Linked DNA regions of Gossypium hirsutum: all the other regions are linked to region 1. A link is a contact called in public Hi-C data. All regions are on one chromosome and are shown on one strand. The core of a region is the stretch at or near the end of the contact, and the rest is flanking DNA. Distances in the headings are between cores, read along the strand shown.

What was found. A called contact is a pair of places that touch in the nucleus more often than the background predicts.
Region 2: a contact with region 1 is called in a Hi-C map of leaf, with 1.5 times the contacts expected there. The contact joins the promoter of LOC107915427 here to the promoter of LOC107914766 in region 1. A contact is called at or near these places in 2 of 34 Hi-C or Micro-C datasets (both in leaf).
Region 3: a contact with region 1 is called in a Hi-C map of leaf, with 2.2 times the contacts expected there. The contact joins the promoter of LOC107914757 here to the promoter of LOC107914766 in region 1. A contact is called at or near these places in 7 of 34 Hi-C or Micro-C datasets (callus and leaf).

Annotation. Positions count from the first base shown.
Region 1 is chrD10:25,795,198-25,799,312 of Gossypium_hirsutum_v2.1, forward strand. It overlaps LOC107914766 (probable UDP-N-acetylglucosamine--peptide N-acetylglucosaminyltransferase SEC), which reads right to left and starts at 2,188. Exons shown (of 28, transcript XM_016843787.2): 1 at 1,684-2,188; 2 at 2-147. The coding sequence starts at 1,903.
Region 2 is chrD10:26,154,640-26,158,754 of Gossypium_hirsutum_v2.1, forward strand. LOC107915427 (pentatricopeptide repeat-containing protein At1g63080, mitochondrial) reads left to right here and starts at 2,454. Exons shown (of 4, transcript XM_041102279.1): 1 at 2,454-4,115. The coding sequence starts at 2,755. LOC121222200 (pentatricopeptide repeat-containing protein At1g62930, chloroplastic) reads left to right here. Exons shown (of 1, transcript XM_041102278.1): 1 at 1-1,871. The coding sequence ends at 582.
Region 3 is chrD10:26,074,806-26,078,920 of Gossypium_hirsutum_v2.1, forward strand. LOC107914757 (protein TIC 22-like, chloroplastic) reads left to right here and starts at 2,172. Exons shown (of 8, transcript XM_016843779.2): 1 at 2,172-2,821; 2 at 3,274-3,348. The coding sequence starts at 2,327.

The sequences.
Region 1 (4,115 bases), core at 938-3,437:
CCTGATAATGAATTGCACCCAGGAGAAGAAGGTTATCAGTACGACATGGGTTCCTCTCATAGACTACACTGCTGTGTTCTAAAGCTTGCTTGTAGTTCCCAGCCTTGTAGTTTTGATGAGCAAGTGCCATGAGTGTGTTGTCATCAACTGAAACACATACACGTAGATGCCCTTCAGCATTGACAAATTTTAAGTCCTCACCATGTCAACTAAACTTCACCCAAAAAGGAAAGGTAAAGAGAAAAGAAAAGACAAACAAATATGATATGTTAGAAGGTTCTTCCAAATAGACATGAATATTGTAATTGCCACACCCTCGGGCAAAATCCAACATTGTCAAAGGGCAATGTGCGGTTTTACACTCCCAACCCCAATGGTTAATTATTGGATTTTTTTAATGCTAAAGCAAGTATAAAAATAGGGACAAAAAGGATGATATACAGAATTCTAAAATTCAGTCCAGCATGAGCTATCTTACCAAGCAGAAGAGCTACCTTATAAGGGACAAAACCTCCAACCACTATAATCAACCAAAAGCCCCAGAGTTCCTCGGCTACCATAATCACATCCTGATATAAATGCATCTTTAACAACTAAAAATTCTACGGGTCAAAATTTCCAAAAGTTTGAAGTAGTTCAAGCCAAAGTAGGTATGATTATGGAAGTGATTTTTGTCATTAAAAGAAGCAGTCCTTAAATTTATGAACTGAAAAGTGCCCTAACTCCCAAGTCTGGCGTCATATTGGTGTTCAATTTTTCATCTGTTAATTGCTATTATGTGTTACACATCTAGTTCTTGCACAACATAAGTTAGTCATATGACATTTCCAAATCTAAAAGTTACTTCTAGATAGAAAATTTCCCATCAATTAAAAGTGAATAACAAGATGTGCACCATCTAACCTAAAAAATGCCACTTTTTAACACAAGAGTTCCTTGATTAATTATAAGAAAAGTGAAGGCTCAACCTAACAATGGTTAACTCAGGATGAAATCCCAAGATCAGGACTAACAAATTTATAATTTCAAAAGATCATACCAACCATAGGAGGACTCTGTAACCGTTGCTATAAAAGAGCTTAAACAAAAGCAAACATCTTCACCCATAAATATGAAATGATTGAGACTGTTCACAGATCTTAGAATAAAAATAGCTTTCAATCAAAAGCCGACTAATTAAGACTCGCCGAGTTATTGCATTTATTACTAGCCTTTTGCTTTCTCAAAAGTTTCAAAAAATTACTAAGAGTTGAAGAAAATTAACATCTGATTAAAAAAGAGCAAATGGCTAATACATTACGTATAATCAATATTTATATAATCGTACCGAATAAATCTAAAATTTTGAAGTTAGAAAAGAAAGTATTACTAATGTTCTTTTTATCTTCAAATAAACTTGTTTGTTTCCTATCCGAAGTAAAAGGCAAATAGCAAAAGTAATCAAGAAAGAAATATTAAAGCTAAGTAAAAATAATCGCCCAAACTCAAGCATCCACTTGAAATCCGTAAGCTAAGCTTCTTTTAAGAGAAAATTTTAGTAAAGCGAAACATAAAAGCACAATTACATGCAAATATAGCAGTATAGTTTATTCCATGCATCTACATACAAGACATTTTGCAAAACCCTAGAAGTGAAAATTTTGAAAGCATGGAAAATTTGCTAAAGGCCAAAAATAAACGAACCTTCATTTGGATCAGAGAGCTTAACATTAGACAAAGCAGCAGCAGCAGCAGAAGAAGAGGAAGAAGCAGGAGCAGGAGCAGCAACGGCGCCACCAAAATCCGAGTTCAGACTCGATGAGTCATTGTTATACAGAAACAATTGAACCTGTTGCTGTTGTTGTTGAAACAGTTGGTTATGGTGATACTGTTGCAGCCGAGGATCGCTCTGCAAGGAGAGCATTTCTCTTTTTCCCGCTTGGATCACGAAGAAAACTTTCTAGGAAAATAGAGAAGTAAAAGGAATTTGAATTAATTTTTTCTCGAGAAAATTCTAAATTCTAATATTGAGAGAAAACCCCGCTTTTCCGATTATGATGTCTCTCAACCTCTCATATACAAACTTTCGTACTAAGAACCAGAAATATTAACATTGAATCGGTAATTGTGACGTGTGAACTCTCTGAGCTTATAGTTCCACTACTATGCAATGGTTATTCACCACGTTGCACACTGTTCATATACTTAAAAGAGGTATTTAGTAGTTTCGAGAAGAGATTCCATGTAGCATAGGAATAGTAAGGGTCGTAGGGGATTTCTAGGTCCAGTTTTGGAAGGTAAAAGTTAACGTGTCCACAGACTATGAAGTTGAGTAAAGGTCAGTTGCTTAAAAAAAATATTTTTAACTTTTATAAAAACAAGTTATTTTTAGTTGAAATTTTTAATTTTTGAAAATGAGCTGAAAAATAGAAGTTAAAAATTTTAACTTTTTTTCTCTTAAAAGTATTTTTGGTGCTTAATTACTTTTTCACCCTTCTAAGAACATAATATTTTTTTGGTGCTTAATTACAATTGTGTTAAAATCATTAATTAAAAATAAAAAAAATATTTTTAAAATACTAATTACAAATATTTAAATATTTAAAATATAGTTTATATATTCTAATTAAATTTTATAAATAATTAATATTTATTGCTTAAAAATATTTACAATTTATATTTCATATATTAAAATATTAACAAGTTATAATAAATTTTTATATTATTACTAAAATATAATAATATTAACTAATTTAAATATTATTTAAATGCATATTTGTTACTTGATAATAACATGTCTAAAATGGACATTTTATTTCTCAAAAGTACTTTTTGACAGTAATGCTGAACACCCAAATTTTAAACCAAACTTTTCAAAAGTACTTTTCAAAAGCACTTTTCAAAAGCACTTTTCAAAAGCAATGAAGAATTGACCCTAAATCAGTCGGGAAAAGTCAGTCCATTAGAGACGTGTCTAACGGGCCGGACTGGATCCGATGCATATAATAGTTTTTATTTTTTATTTTGACCAAACTTCCTCAAGCTATGATCTATATTTTAAATTGATTCTCAAATTTTAAAATTTTTTAATTATATCTTCAAACTAATGGTGTTATATCGATAAGGTCCTTTCATTACTAAAATCATTAATTTAACTGTCAAATGAGACCTTAAATCTTATGTGATTTAACTTAAAATGAAAATTTTAAAGAAAAATGAATATTATAAAAATGTATGTAGTAAAAATCTTGGTTTTTGAAACTTTTACAAAAATTATTGTCTACTCTTTTTTTATTAGAAGTTACTTAGCAACATTTTACTTTTCCTTAAAACTTACTTAGCAACATTTTACTTAGATTAATGGTTTCAACAATTAAAGGACCAAATTGATATAACATCGATAGTTTGATGATATAATTAGAATATTTTCCATTTTAAATATAAAAGAAAATATTTTATACATGATCGATGGATAAATTTCACTAATGGAAATTTTTGGCCAATGAATAATACAAGCTTGTATTATATTATAATTAGTTAAGATATCACATAATTTTTTTTATTCTTCACAAATTTAAAATATAATATTTGCACTTTTATTTTTAGGAATTTAGTCTCTTTACTTTTTAAATTTCAAAATTTAGATCCAATTGTTAATGTTGTACTTTTGTTGTTGTTAAATTTGTTGGTGTTACATTTTAAAATTAAAAAAAATACTAAATGATGTTTGTAATGAATATGAATTTAACAAAATAAATTTATTAAATTTTTTTTTTGGTAACTAAGAGAAAAAGAACAAATTACAACACAATCATTTAAGGTATGGCCGGGAGGACAATATCCTCATGCAAAACATGTAACAACTATGTAGGAGGAAAATTAAAAACATAAAAACCTAGATTTAGTCATTTCTGTTGGGAAATATGTTCATATTGTAGTAAATATGTAACTGTTTTCTATTTATTTGAACGATAAATAAATAAAGTTAATTTCACATTTCACTATTATGTCTTTTGTATTTCTGTCTTTTATATTTTGCATGCATAGCGAAATTGTGACAAGCAAATATTAGCTCACTGATTGTCTAAGTTCAAACTGAAGATAAGTGGCATTGTAAGAACGCTGACATTGTGAGA
Region 2 (4,115 bases), core at 1,204-3,703, 360 kb after region 1:
TATAATGCATTAATTAACGGTCACTGCTTGCAAAACAGGATGGATAAAGCTAGAAAAGTATTTCACTTGATGATTAAGAAGGGTTGTGCACCTGATATATCTAGTTACAACATCATGATCAATGGATATTGTGAAGATAGAAGGATAGAAGAAACAATGGAACTCTTTCACGAAATATTCCAAAAAGGACCAATCCCGGATACTGTCACATACAACACTCTTACGCAAGGTATGTGTCAACTAGGGAGAGTTTCATCTGCATGTGAACTTTTGAGGAAGATGCTTGCTTTTGGACAAGTTCCAAATGTAGTGACCTGTTTAAATTTGTTGAATGGTTTATGCAAAAGTGATAAACTCGAAGAGGCTTTGGAACTTTTTCGAGCAATGCGGAACAGCAAGTTGGAACTCAATATTGTCTGTTATAATATCCTAATTGGTGGCTTGTGCAAATCTGGGCATATTGAAGTTGGAAAGGAATTATTTCATAAACTATCAGTCTATTGTTTAAAGCCTGATGTTTACACATATGCTATAATGATTAATGGATTTTGCAAACAGGGATTGCCAGATGAAGCATACTAGTTGTTTAGGAGCATCGGAGATAATGATTGTTTGCTTGATAGCTGTTGTTATAATGTAATGATCCAAGGGTTTCTTCAAAACAGCTATATCTCAAACGCAACACAACTTATGGAAATGGTCTCTAAGGGCTTTTCTGCAGAAATATACACTCCACCTTATTTTTGGATTTGATCTTACGATCCGATAAATCAATCTTGATTTGAAATGCTTCATCATCACTTGCGAATCTGAATCTTTTTGTTCGTAGCCAGTTGTGTTGCTGTGATGAGTTAAAAGTTTTTGGAAACTCCATTGATTGTTAAGGTCTATTTTCAATTTAGTAGATGTACTTAAAACATTAAGGATGAAAGAAATAAATGTTATACGCAATGTTTTTGCACCAGTGATCTTTTTCCGCATGTTTTCTTCTCAGACCTCTCAAGTAAGTGAGAATCTTGCTGAAAGAAATTTTGAAAAGCTAAAATTTGAGTGAAAAATATTGGAAACTCTATCTTGTCTGTATCTGTAATCGGAACATCCACCTTTCTTCATTGGGATGGCTGTTTCCTGCCAATTGGAGCCCGTAGTCTGCACCAATGAGAATATTGCGGGAAAATCCTCAACACTTGAACACAAAATTTGAAGCCATTGGATGGTCTTGACCAACAACCCCAGTAGGTGGCTGCTTGATTCTCTCATTCCTTAAAATGCTTATTATTTGGCTGCATGGTTTAGGAATATATTAGAAAACATTACTTGTAATTTCTAGTGTGTTTTTGAGAAAATAGTTAGCATTAACATATTTGGTGCTACACCTAAGCAGATTTTGCTTTCCAGGTTAAGCTCATTTTCTGCCAAAGTCCGTGGAGGAGGTTAATTGTGGTGTTATGCCAAAGTCTCCCTCAGCCGCATCCAGTATAGCGGACACTAATCTTTCTTTAAAGCTGTGAACTGGATTCCTATTTGTGATATGTTCTGTAAAGTTTGACAGTTAAAATTTTCAGTATTGTTGTATGTGGAATTGGGATGATGTTAATTTCATTCCTCCTGGTTTTGTTGTATGTGATTTATATGCTCGGAACCCTGTTTATATTGGATGAACTTAGGTGTCAAGTAGTATAGATAATGAAATTATGAAACCGGTTTGTGCTGCTGAACTGCGAAGAGGCTAATCTGAGCTCGTTTGCTCTGGTCAGGAGAATTACTATGCTAATGCATAGGGAGTGGAAGGTGTATGTTAGATTTCACAGCAGAAGAAACTTTGGATAATTTAGACAGGGATGCCCGTGGGGGATTTTCTTTTGTTTGAATGTATAGTAAAAGATTCAAGGTCCTTATACTGTTGGCTTAAATCGGACAAATTCTGCTATTAATTCGATATTATTCCTAATTAACGGATTTAATCAGTCATTATATTTTTAAATTTTTAAAATTTTAAAATGATATGGATTCTTTGTAAGTAACTTTATGAAAATAGCAATATGATAAGGTATTACATAAAAATTTTAAAATATCATTATTTAACTTAATGAATTTAATAATTATTTTTAGGGTAAATAATGAAATATTAGTATTCAAAAAGTGTAGGATTAAAATTAAACAAATTAAGATACAAAGACAAAATCTACAACTTTGATCAAATAATAAAATTTGACCAAAATTAAGATTAAGATTAAATATACAATTTTGTAAATTTGTTTAATGATGTTTTATTAAAGTCAATTTTATTAAATCTCTATTTAGAAGCCATTGGAGGAAAATTCTTTTCATAATTAATTCACATAATATTAAATTTAATCCTTAATATTTATAATTTTTTTCAATTTAATCTTTATACATATTTTAGCTTAATTTGACCCTTGTGAAATTTGAAAATCAACCATTTTAAAAAAGCCAACATGCTGCATAGTTGAAACCCTTTCATTTCACCATCGTCAGACCGAGTTCTATCCGACCCGTTCCCGCCCCAGAGTTCTAAATTTGACTACCAAACATACATTCTTCCGCCGCTCAACCTCAGCTCTCTTTCTTTTCCATTTTGCTTAATTTCAAGACTTGGGTAAGCTTAATCCTCCATTACTTCTTCCTTCTATTGTTAGTGCTGGAAAACATCTTTCTATTTTCCGCTCTTCTATTTCTTCTTCTTCTTCTAAAACCATTGCTACCCACATCCAACATTTCACTAAGAATTCCATGTCTGTAAGGGGAAACCCAAAAAACTTCGATAATGTTGATGATGCTTTGATTTTGTTTAATGAGATGATTGACAAGTACCCAAGGCCCTCGGTTGTGGAATTCAACAAATTATTAGGAACCATTGTTAGAATGAAACATTATGCCATTGTTGTGTCGATGTATAGCCAGATTGAATTATTAGGTGTTCCCCATGATGTTTATTCTTTTAACATCTTGGTTAACTGCTATTGTCAATTAGGCCATATTGATTTTGGGTTTTCTGTTTTGGGGAAAATGCTGAAGTTAGGTGTTGAGCCTCATGTTGTAACTTTGTCCACTTTGATTAATGGACTTTGTAAGCAAGGTAAGATTTCCCATGCTACGAGTTTGTTTGATGAAATGGTTGACAAAGGGTATCAACCTAATTTAATTGTTTACAGTACAATACTTAATGGTTTGTCTAAGACTGGGAATACCGATCGAGCTGTTAGGTTTCTAAGGATGATGGAAGATAGAGGTTCTGAACCCAATATCGTAGCATATAACACTGTCATTGACTCACTTTGTAAGAAGGGATCACTAAATGAGGCTCTCCATCTCTTCTCCCAAGTGAAGGTTAAAGGCATTAGACCAGATATCGTTACTTACAGTTGCTTAATTCATGCAATGTATGATTTGGGACAGCAGGAGGAGGCAACAAGGCTTCTGAATGAAATGGTGGATAATAATATTTCACTTAATATTTTCACGTATAATATATTGATTGATGCACACTGCAAGGATGGAAAGATTTTTGAAGCACCAGATACCGTTGATACAATGAAGAAGCAAGGCATTGAGCCTAATTTAGTCACATATAATATATTGGTTGATGCGCATTGCAAGGAAGGGAAGGTTTCTAAAGCTGAAGATATTGTTGACACAATGATAAAGCATAGCATTGAGCCTAATGTTGTTACCTATGGTGCATTAATAAACGGTCATTGCTTGCAAAACAGGATGGATAAAGCTAGAAAAGTATTTCGGTCGATGATTAAGAAGGGTTGTGCACCTGATATATCTAGTTACAACATCATGATCAATGGATATTGCAAAGCTAAAAGGATAGACGAAGCAATGGAACTCTTTCACGAAATATCCCAAAAAGGACCAATTGCGGATACTGTCACATACAACACTCTTATGCAAGGTATGTGTCAACTAGGGAGAGTTTCATCTGCATGTGAACTTTTGAGGAAGATGATTGCTTTTGGACAAGTTCCAAATGTAATGACCTGTTCAATTTTGTTGAATGGTTTATGCAAAAGTGATAAACTCGAAAAGGCTTTGGAACTTTTTCAAGCAATGCGGAACAGCAAGTTGGAACTCGATATTGTCTG
Region 3 (4,115 bases), core at 922-3,421, 280 kb after region 1:
CTTATATTGCTTTCTTTTTCTATACAAATCCCGTTATTTGGCAACAACCACTACAACCACCTTTCACGACTAAATGACAAAGACGCCTTTTTCTTGTGTGAGAATCATACACTTTTGTTTTCAAATTCCATCATTCTAATTTATAATTTGATTACTTCAATGCACAATCCAACTTATTTCTATTTTTTATTTAATTTTTAACTTTTTTTATAACATAAAATTAAATCTTTTATATTTAAAATAATAAATTCAAAAATTTTTGAAAATTTATTTTTTATACATGTTTATGACAAAAAAAATTTAGATGGTTCATTTTATTAAAATAAGTCTAAAATTATTTTTAAAAATTAATATAAAAAAATGAGATCCAAATCAAGTTGAATCGAATTATGATAGACAGTTTAAAAAATCTAAAAAAATTGATCGAACTGAACTGATATCACCCTTAAATTTGATTATGTTTTTTTTTTAGTCTCTTGTATTTTTTTTATAAGAGAGGAGAAAGATGGTTCTAGATCAACTTTATATTTGAGTGATATTTAAAATTTTTTATATTAAAAGTTTTATGAAATGTAATTGTGGATTATTAAAAATGTAAGATTATAATATTTAGTAAAAATGAGTAATGACAAGTAAAGTCTATAAAATCAGATATATTAAGCCTAAAGGAATAGCCCCAAGCCAAAATATATTACCTAGCCTAAGAGAAAAGAATCTCCATAATTGATATAGTTGTCATACAATGGGCGGCTAGCAAGCACTTCTCTGGAATCAACTACAATACCTGCCAAAGATCAGTGAATTGTAGGGCAACCTTGCCAATAAGGACAATGACCTCAACTAGTCCCAAGTACTGAACGGCTAAGCCTCAAACCTTTATGCATTATCACACAAGCCAAGCTCCCATGATTCCTTCAGTGTAAAAGTATCGTGTATACTGGTTTGAGGTATGAGTTCACTTCTTACTCATACACTTTTTAAATATTTTCTTAAACTCAGGAGTGAAGTTAAAAATTTTGTTTAAAGAGACTGAGGTAATATTATAAAATTTGGAGAGGAGGATAAAGATAAAATTTTTGTATTGAAATTTTCAAAAGGAGCTAAAATTATGGTTTTTCCATTTAATCAAAGGTTAAAAAGAACTAAATTTTTTTTAAACTCTTCACGCCCCTGCTATGAATGAAGCATGGAAGAGCATCTTGAAGTATAAATTACCCTATGTCTTGCAAGCCTTCCATCATCCTCGGGGTGTGAAGAATCCTTACAGTCCATTATCATCTTAAAATGACTAAAACAATACGTTTAATTAACTAAATATTTTACTTGGAATGTGATGATATTTTTCAAAATGAAATAAAAATTTATTAATTTTAACATTTTCAATAGCATTTATTATTAAAAAGTTATTTCATTATTGACAAATATGTAATTTAATTTATTTATTTTAAAATATCATTAGTTTATTTAAAAATAATAACGCAGTTATCTCAAAATAATATATGGTTAAATTTAAAATAAGTTTTAAACATTTGGTTTGTATTTAAAATAAATTTAAATTTTGATTTTTATAATTATGAAAAAATAGTAAATTTGTCTCAAAAGTAACTCTTTTTTTTTTAAATTTTTCCAATGACCATGATTCAAAAAATAGCAATATATTATTGAAAAGGATAATATTGTTATAATTGAAGAAAAAGTAAATCAAATTTTTTCTATACTATGAGTTTTAAAATTAGAATTAGATGAATAGATTTGAGTTGTGGGAACCAAATATAACCAACTTTCCTTGATAACAGGACAGCTATCTCTAATTTCTATTTAAAAATTTTTAGAGAATAAGCAGGCTTGGCCCATAAGTTGGTTGTGTCCTCAGGGTTTAGTGCTCATTTTATGTTTCCATAATTTTTCATTAATCTTTTGGTATTTGGGCTGAGTTTGAGTCGGTTTAAGATTCGACTTTTCCCTTGCTTTGGGCCCCAAACATGAAAAATCAGTCGTAATACCCACTCCATCCGACTAACTGATCCGACCCGATTAATCATGAGTTAAATAGTGATTCAAGGTGTTGAAGAGTTTATTATTAATAGATATTAATTTGGGTCGTTCCAATCTAACTCGAGGGTTAAATAATTTTGTTTAAAGGCCCAACCCACCCGTCCGGCCCATATTTCTAAATTCTCGCTTGTCGCCGGCAAATGAATGTCTTTTCTATTTCCCTCCTTTCGGTCGCTCCCTTCTAATCCCCGAAACAGATTCCAACTACAACAGCTCACTGTTTTCTCCGATATTATCCTAAATTTTCCCGAGAACCAAAAAGGAAAGAAAGATGAACTCCCCTAGCAACTCCAAAACCCCCAAAATTTTCTCGCCATTCAAACAAACCCCTCCTCTCCAAGACCTCCAGCAAGCCTTCTCGAACATCCATACCCACTGCTCTTCTCTCTTCCGACAAACTCACAATCAGTTGATGGACGCTTTTAACTCCACCTTTTCTCACTTTAATCCGCCTTCTTTTTCTCCAAAAGGTCCGGTTTTTGCTCGAATTGCTGATTCTAGCAAGACCCAGATTGCTTTGAGTAAAAAAAACGGTGCTGCCATGCCGGCTGAGAAATTAGAAGAGAGATTGGCTGGGGTTCCGGTCTATGCCTTGAGTAACTCAGAGGAGGAATTCGTGTTGGTTTCGGGTGTTTCGACGAAAAAATCACTTGGGTTGTTGTGTTTCAAGAAGGAGGACGCTGAGGCTCTTTTGGAACAGATGAAGAGTATGGATCCTGGCATGCGAAAAGGAGGTTCTAAAGTGGTTGCTGTTGCTCTCAACAAGGTTATTCTCTTTCCTTTTTTCTTTTTATTTGGATTTTTCAAAATGCGTTTGATAGATTGAATTTGTGTAGAAAATGTACAAAGTTTTATGGACTATGGAGTCCATTAAGAGGCTAATGTCTGTTTCCCACTTATGTTTGCCATTTTCTTAGATATAAAAGATAAAATAACAGATTTGAAAATGTTTTACGCTTCAGCTGTTTGTTCTTGTAGTGACATAGGATTGAGCTTTTTACTTTCTGATATTTCTTTTTAGCAACATTTTGAGCAAGGAAATAGTAAGCCGCAAAAGCAAAAGACGAAATCGAGCCTGTTATTAGATTGTTAACTTACCGTGCCTTTAAAACTTAATTAATTTGGTTTTTTTTTTCATTGTGTAATTAATTGTTTGTTTGGTTTATATGAATGAGATAAATGTTGGAGGAGTCATGCTAGGATATGGGGGTTTTGCAGGTTGTCCAGCTGCAGGTTGCTAATGTGGCACTTAGGCTGGTACCAGAGTCCACTCAGATCAAGAATGCACTTAGAGTGAGTAGTTTGTTATACAATGAGCTGATTTGTCTGTGATTCTTTGTGTTATATGGATAGAATGAATTTTATGCTCTCTATCTTGGGTTCTTATAAGTTTCAAGATTGATGTAGGAATCCTATAACTTTTTATTGTTCTTTCTTTCATGCAAAAGATATGATATGTTTTAATAATCCTGACAAAGGAAAATGTCTGACATGAGGACTTGAGCCACACAGTATATTCAAAAGTGATTATCTTATTTATTCCTTTTGTGTGAAACTAGTTTGTATGCTCTCATTTCCTGTGAAGAGAAATGTCATACTTGGAGTCTTATCTTCTCCACTATTAGATTGTCTGGTTATAACTTTCAATATACTTCTCCTATGGGATTGTTGTAATTGTTGGGTGTGATTTTACTGTTAAATTAGCAGAGCCAAATGACAATTGCTTTTTTTATTGGGGTTCAATTAATTTATAGAAAAGTTATTTACCTGTTTGATATTCTACGACTAACTGAATGAAGCACTTATAAGTAGTTATAAGTAGCTGAAGTGTCAGTTTCTTATAGCACCAGTATTTTTTTCCCTCTTCTTAAGAAACGTGCTAAGAAAGCTGGTGAATCACTTAAAAACTAAAATCCTTTACCTATGTGATTATTTCAAAACTTGTTAAGGTTCTACACTATGATGTAAAAATCGGACCAGACTGGCCAGTTCAACTGGGAACCAGCAGATCCAGCGGTTTATCATCTCATACATAACCGGATATTTATCAACCTGGAGAG